Linked DNA regions of Gossypium raimondii: region 2 is linked to region 1. A link is a contact called in public Hi-C data. All regions are on one chromosome and are shown on one strand. The core of a region is the stretch at or near the end of the contact, and the rest is flanking DNA. Distances in the headings are between cores, read along the strand shown.

Region 1 (3,943 bases), core at 1,325-3,824:
TAACATATTTTAATTTAAAACTTTTTTTGGTAGATTATGAATCGAAGTTAATTTGTAGTTAGATAGAGACAGGCTGTCAAACAAATGTAATTTTGTTTGTTTGGTTTTCCTTTTTTACGGTAGGTCCCAAATTGTAATGAAAGTGCGAGAAGATAAGAAAGGTAGGGGTTGGCATGACCCGCACTTACACAAGCACAACAATAGCAAGTACTAGTTGGATTGCATATTTCTCGTCGGAAAGCTTTTAATATAGGGACAATGGCAATAACTTCTTGGTTTGTTGTACTCTGGCATGACCATCTGAGTGTGTAGATGTTTCGTGGGTTCTTTGTATCTGCTGACTGAACAGCCACATCTTGAATTATTTTTACAAAGAAATATCAAACAAATATAGATAGAGTTTGAATTTCAATATCAACGATTACAGTTTTACTGTGTTTGTTGAGTAATGTACGTGAAAAAATTTGCTGGGAACTTTCATAAACAGCGACAAGATGGAAGTGATAGTGTAGGAGTAGGAGACATGATGCCCAATTACTGCAAAATGTTAATCCTGTAGCTGATGTTAGTTACCATGCAAGCTATCCACTTTCAACTTTTCAAAAGTTTATTTTCGTCCTCAAAATAAAATAATAACCCAGCCATGGGCCAATCTCTTTTTTGCCATTAAAGCCTCTTTAGACCTTTTCCATCCATTTTCTTTATTATAATATTATACCGATACTAACCGATAAATCTATAATATATATTGCACTTTTTTTTATCAGAGATAATAATGTTAAGAGGGGTATCAACAAATCTCCAAAGAGTTAGCTATGGTCCTAAAAGAAGATACATTGATTATATGTATAATAATTTTGGTAAAAACACTTTTCTAGTCCCTCTCAATTTTTATATTTAGTTATTGGTCCGTTTCAAAAATTTGAAGTAATAAATGATCAATTAAAGATAATTAATCCTCAATGTTTATATATTTTATGTAAATGTTGGTAGAATATATAAATGTTGCAAGCTAAATTTATTAAATAAATAAAAGATTAAGAGAATGAGTAAGTTTTAGAGTTAAATTTATTTACATCAATAAAAATATGTACAGTTAACCAAAAAGTATTAATATTATGGTTAATTACTCTTAATTGCTTACATTTTAACTTGACATAAATTAAATTACTTTGACTAATTTACTTAATTTGAGAGATAATTATAAATTTGTTTATGGAATTTCAAGTAAATGAAGCACACCAAACAAGGCAGGCAGAAAAAATATTTTATGTATTCTCCAGTGTTTTTTAATAGCCTTAATTATACTATAACAATGTAGGTAAAGCTGCCACAAACAATTAAAAAGAAAATGAAATAAATCAAACCCCAGGTGTGAACAAAATTACAAGTTTAGATCTTAAGATTCTGCAAAGATGGAGTGGGCATTTGCTGAGAGACGAAGAAGAATCCAAAAGCTTTCCCCCATTGTCTTCAAACTCAAATCTGCCAATAAATTAAAAAAAATGGGAAATCTAGGACCCATAGCTGGAATCTTACAAAATGTTGAGAAGAAATTAGCTATGGACAGCCTGATCAACTTGTATGCTGCCAAAACCAGGACTATTTGGACAGGCATAGACCTGATTGATTATAGGTCGAAAAGTGTTTTTTTTTTTTTTTACAGAATAGTTTTAAATTTGGAGCTTCATTGTTTTCTTGAAAGCACTGAACCGAGTGTTGGTCGCTCATGGTTGGGGGCCCTGTTGAAATCACTTTCCTGAGGGAGGAATTTTCATGTTTTAAGGATATATAGGCTATAGGAGATGTAAACGTATGATTTTATTTAAGGATGATGGCAGATGGTCAAATTTTTGAAAAGGGTGGAGCAATGAATGAAGACCTAAAATTCTAATAAAACCATTAATGACGCTCTGGAGGATGATGTTAGGGTCCCCTTCACAATTATGTTGCCCCTACATCAATGTTTTTTTGGTTCATTTTCCCTCCCAAATTTTCTTTCCCTGCCTCTGTTTAATTTCCCCTACCACCCCCCAAGTTGATTTTCATAGGAAATGCACACAGTATGTTTCTTACACAGAATCATCTAAATTTGACGAAACATATAAAATTATTGATGTATGACCGATCGAGATTTGAGGAATATATGCTCATTCTCTTGTCTTTGTAACCCCATTCTTTTTCTTTTGAAAGAATCCCACCTTCGCAATTTTCTTTTATAGACATGATAATTCAAGTTTACATTAATAATTTCTATTAGATAAATTTTAACATATTTACCTAGAGAAATATTTGGTACAATCTACAAATTAATTTTTTCATAAAAAGTACACAATATTCACCCTTAAATCATATTAATTTTCTACTAATAAATATTCTCCCATTAAATTAATTTAAATATTTCCCAAAAAAAGAAGAAAAAAGAAAAGAGTTTGATTAAAGTCAATTCAAGAGAGAACAGTGCAACCTTTTCATCTTGACATGGATGTCTTGTAGCAAAGATGCTATTCTATAATTCTCATCTTGTAGCCTATAGGCTATAGCTTTACTTGATTTATTTATTTCTAAAACCAACTGTGAGATCATCAGCAAATAATCATTTCGATCAAACCTTAAAAAACCATATATTTTGCATATATATATATATGCAGATAGCTGCCAATCCAGAACATTTTTGGCTATATGAGACAAGTTTGTTTTTATTGAGCTGTGTATATATATTTTACTTTTTAGCTAACTTTCATCACATGGCCTCTCTGCAACTTCATTAACATAAATGATAAATCTCAGTTAGTTCCTTTCTCTCTCGTCTCCTTCCTCCCTTCTCTCTTTGTGTCTACTTTCACACAAGAAATGTGTGATCAGTTTGACAAATCATGAGTTCCTCCTCCAGTCTTAAACTCCATTTATGGTGGAGAATTCTTGTTGTGGTTGAGTTTCTTGTGGTTCAAGCTTTGGGGTTAAACACAGATGGGATTCTCTTGCTATCTTTCAGGTATTTGATTCTTAGTGATCCTCTAAATGTGTTACAAAGCTGGAACTCCGCCGACCAGACGCCTTGTTCTTGGAATGGAGTAACTTGTGGAGCAGTAAGCAACTCCATTAAAGGCGACCTTCGAGTTACAGGCTTGTCTCTTCCCAATTCTCAGCTTCTTGGTGCAATTCCATCCGATCTGGGCTTACTTCAACACCTTCAGAATCTTGATCTTTCCAACAATTCTCTCAATGGGTCTCTCCCTGTTTCCTTATTCAATTCGACCCAGATTCGGTTTCTTGATTTGTCAAACAATTTGATTTCCGGTGGAATACCAGAAACCATTGGAACTCTGCAAAACCTTCAATTCCTTAACCTTTCCGATAATGCATTGACGGGGGCTTTACCTGCAACTCTTACTACTATCCAGAATCTAACTGTTGTTTCTCTGAAGAACAATTACTTTTCAGGGAATCTCCCAACTAGCTTCCAATCTGTTCAAGTTTTAGATCTCTCTTCCAATCTTGTCGAGGGTTCCTTGCCACCAAACTTCGGAGGCAGCAACCTCAACTACTTGAATTTTTCTTACAACAGACTTTCCGGGAAAATTCCACCAGAATTCGCCGAGAAAATCCCTAGTAACGCTACCATTGATCTTTCCTTCAACAATCTTACAGGAGAAGTTCCGGATTCTGTCGTTTTCAAGAACCAAGATTCCAAATCTTTTTCCGGGAATCCTCATCTATGTGGCGAAGCAACAGAGCGTGATTGTCCAAGTCCTTCACCAACTTATCCTCCAGCAATGGCTGCCATCCCCAAGAAAACGGATCCCGGAGCTAAAGCATCACGGCGAAACAAGCTTAAACCAGGAACAATAGTGGGAATTATAGTCGGTGATATAGCTGGAGTAGGATTAGTAATTATGGTATTCCTTTTCGTCTATAAAATAAAGAGAAAAAACAGAGTACT
Region 2 (3,989 bases), core at 678-3,177, 150 kb before region 1:
ATTTTTTTATCATTTATTATATTACTAAATTAACATTAAAATAATTTATTAATAATTTATTAATCATTATTACATAATAACGAAAGTAATATTATTTAGAAAACTAATTATTGAGTATAAATACTTGTATATAAAATTTTAAATAAATAATGTTGAATTAAATTTTGTATTTATATTAAATTACATTTATTATTTTAAATAATTATTATTTAATTAGTGTTACATTTATATATTAATTAAATTTAAAATTTAATATTATAAATTTATAAAAACTTTACTTTCATTCAAGTAAAAACCAGTTGATAATATTATTTGATTTCTTCGACAAATAACATGTATTTAAATCAAAACATTTTTCAAATGATTATTACTTGAATCATGGAGATCACAGTTGCAGGAACACTTGATAGTTCGAATAACAGTGTCGGAAGGGAAAGAAAGAAAGTTTGAAGGAGATCGGAGGTTACTACAGAGTCAGACGACCTTACGGTTGATGGTAATGGAAGACAGATTCCAGATCCCAGAATGGCTAAGGCTTCATACAAGGCCACGCTGTTGGGCATGGCTCAGAATCTGGACCAAACAGATAGGATGGAAGAGGTCTTCGAGCTTTAAGAGGGAGATGTGATAACGGAGGTGGTAGATGGAGTACCATCGATCACCTTCTCGAATCGTGTTCATAAGTTTATTGAGCGGAATATGTCGAAAACACTGATTGTAAAACTTTTGGGCCGTAGAATCAGGGATTTAAATAGCGATCCATTACCGAAATAATGGCAGTTATATAGCGGTAGCGGCACCGTCCGAAACGGCTACTGTCGAAACCGCTATTATATTTTACAATAAATTGTTTTAAAATTTACGACCACGATACTCGCAATGACTGCAATAGCATCCATTATGTCCACAGTCGCCGCAACCGCAATTTAAATACCTACGTAGAATAGGTTTTCATGCTTTGCTTAATAAGATTAATACAATGTGGAAACCTTTGAATCCTGTTCAGCTAATGGACTTGGAGAATGATTTCTACCTGGTTCGTTTCAACAATGAGAAATACTATAATAGTGCTGGTAGGACGTCCGTGGGTAGTTTATGGACAGTATTTAACAGTGCACCCTTGGTCACTGGATTTTTCTACCGCCAATACTGGAATTGATGTATTGGATAAGACTACCAGGTTTACCAGAAGGCTATTACTCCGAATTTTTTGCTTCGTGCCATCAGGCAAGCTATTGGCCCGGTTGTGAAACTAGACACTCACATAGACTTTGCCAGGAGGGGCAAGTTTGCGCACTTAGCTGTTTGTGTTGATCTTAAGAAACCGTTGGTACCCAAAGTAAAGATCAATGGCCGGACATAGCGTGTTGAATATGAATCATTGTTGAACGTTTGTTTTAACTGTGGTCTCTATGGTCATAGTGCTGAAGGATGTGAGAGAATGAAATCTTCATCATCTGATGTTGGTAATGGTAGTGCTTCCGTGGTTGATGAAAAATAAGAGCTAGAAAAAAAGAGTTGAAGAAGAGAACTTTGGTTCATGGATGTTGGTCAAACGTCGGCAAAGAGGGAAAGGTCGGAGCAGCGGGGAAACAAGGAACGTAATTCAGGGAATGATTCCAGAACAATCTGGTTAATGATGATGGCGCATTTAATGAATTTGACAAACCGACAGAACAAATAAATATAAATGAAAATGAGCGTGATGTAAGGGTGTCATCCATCAAAGGATCTGCTGGCCCAAGAAGAAATAAGTCGAATGCTAAAGGTAAAGGATTTTTGTTAGGGAATGGGTCCAAAGTGGGCTTTAAAATTTTGAGGCTTATCAATAAGAATATTGGGTCTTCAACTGGAATGGGTCAGAGGCCCACGAATGTTAATTTTGGCCTGAACACCAGCAAGGCTGCTGGGGGTGAGCAAATCATGGGTTTCCAACCAATTACTTTAACAGCCAAGTTAGATAAAACCAAGCATCAGGCATTCCGGGCAAGTAAACAGTGAGAAAGAGAACAGGGGGTTGCTCAAGTATAAAATGGGTATGGAGTTGGGCAAGGAGAATGGGGTTTTTCGTTCTAGGGTAGCTTCCAGTGGCATTCTTCAAGGGCCGCGAAATCAGTTATCGGTCTAAGGGATTGCCAAACATCATAAATCGCCAGATGATTCTTTGAATATAATCTCTGGGTTGGAGCAGGGACATGCAATCACAGAGACAATAGTTGGCAATCCGAAAGATGATGAGTAGATGGGTACTACGGTTCCTACTAACGCCAAGGTTATTTGTTAAAACGCAATCTGTTGTTGGGTTGTTGTTTTTTTCGCTCTGCTTTATATGGACACAAATATTAATTTTTGGAATTGTCAAGGTACGAGACATCCGCGTTTTCATAAGTTTGTTTCTGAGTATCGGAAAGAGTTTCAGCCAGAGATCATTTGTCTTTTTGAAACTCGGACAAGTGGTACGCGAGATGACAGAATTATTTCTAAATTTGGAATGGCTCAATCTTGTAGGATTAAAGCTAATGGTTTTGCCGGTGGAATATGGATTCTGTGGAATGAGACAGTTTTAGTTTATATTTTGGCTATTCATCGTCAAATGGTCCACATGAAAGTTTGCAGCGAGATTAGCTCTTCTAGTTTTCTATGCACAGTGGTTTATGCTAGCCCGTAACAAAAGAAGAGGAAGGATCTCTGGAATAACTTGGATGTTATGGAAAATTCGATTTCAAAATCGTGGCTAATTGTTGGTGATTTTAACTCGGTGTTAGATGGTTCGGAGAGGGTAGGAGGTGTTGTTCAGGCACGACTTGGTTGTAAGTGGTTTCAGTCTTTCCTGTTTGACAATAAGATTTGGGATTTGGGTTATAATAGTCCTCAATTCACATGGAGTAGAGGGAACCTGTCTCGGAGAGTTGATCGGGCCATTTGTAATTCAGAGTGGGACTTCTTTGCACCAAACTGTATGGTCCGTAATCTTTATCGGCTGAAATCCAACCATTGTCCAATTTTGGTCTCTCTAAGCCTGATTGTTCAAAGGGATTGTCGCTCATTTCAGTGTCTAACTAGTTGGATGCTACATGCCGAGTTTAAAGACCTTGTGAGGAAAACTTGGAGAAATGATATAGGGATTGAAAGGAATTTAGAATGTTTTCAAAATGTGGTGCAAGATTGGAATAAACGATTTTACGAAAACATCTTTTTGCGTAAAAGGAAACTTCTAAATTGAACAGGGTGCAAAAAATTCTAGATTTAATGTCCTCGTTGTGTCTCCATGAACGTGAATTAAACTTAGGCCAGGAGGTTGAAGAAATTTTAAATCATGAAGAACTAATGTGGTTCCAAAAATCTAGATCGAAATGGCTTAAATATGGAGATAGAAATACAAGTTATTTCTATGGACGCACTCTAGCAAGATGAAGAAGGAATAAGATTAAAGGGTTGAAGGTTCGAAATGACGAATGGTGTTTTGATGATGATTTTTTGAAACATGTGGTGAACTACTTCAAAGACCTGTATGCAACAGAGTATCCGATCAATGGTTATCCTCCTAGCCAAGGTAAGTTCCCACTGATACCCACGGCTGATATGGAATGTTTGATGTTGTCTATTTCTGATGATTAAATACGCAGAGCTATTTTTAGTATGGTACTCTTGAAGGCTCAAGGAACTGACAAGTTCCATGCTAAATTCTATCAGGAAAATTGGGATATTGTTGGTAGCTCGATCTGTTCTATGGTTCGGCAAATCATGGGAAGTGCATCTGTAGATCCTATGATTAATAGAACTCTGATTGTTCTATTGCCGAAAGTCCAAGTCCCGTAGACAATATCTTAATTTAGGTTGATTAGCCTATGTACGTTGGCTTATAAGATCATCATGAAAACGATTGTAATTAGGCGCTGAGGCCTTTGATGATGAAGCTCACTAATCAGAACCAAGCTAGCTTTGTTGCAGGGAGGTTTATCACTGATAATATCGTAATTGCTCAGGAA

What was found. Hi-C and Micro-C count contacts between places; a contact is called where the count stands out from the background.
Region 2: a Hi-C map of leaf shows a contact between it and region 1, with 2.9 times the contacts expected there. The contact joins the enhancer-like site here to the promoter of LOC105763388 in region 1. A contact is called at or near these places in 2 of 2 Hi-C or Micro-C datasets (both in leaf).

The regions. Positions count from the first base shown.
Region 1 is chr12:15,193,622-15,197,564 of ASM2569854v1, reverse strand. LOC105763388 (probable LRR receptor-like serine/threonine-protein kinase At4g37250) reads left to right here and starts at 2,574. Exons shown (of 2, transcript XM_012581622.2): 1 at 2,574-3,943. The coding sequence starts at 2,877.
Region 2 is chr12:15,340,244-15,344,232 of ASM2569854v1, reverse strand. No RefSeq gene overlaps it. Among protein-coding and RNA genes, the nearest start is that of LOC128035318, 40 kb to the right of the region's middle. Within about 2 kb of position 1,927, the one cell type or tissue checked has open chromatin away from gene starts, as enhancers often do. A contact at or near this core is called in leaf, where this site is marked.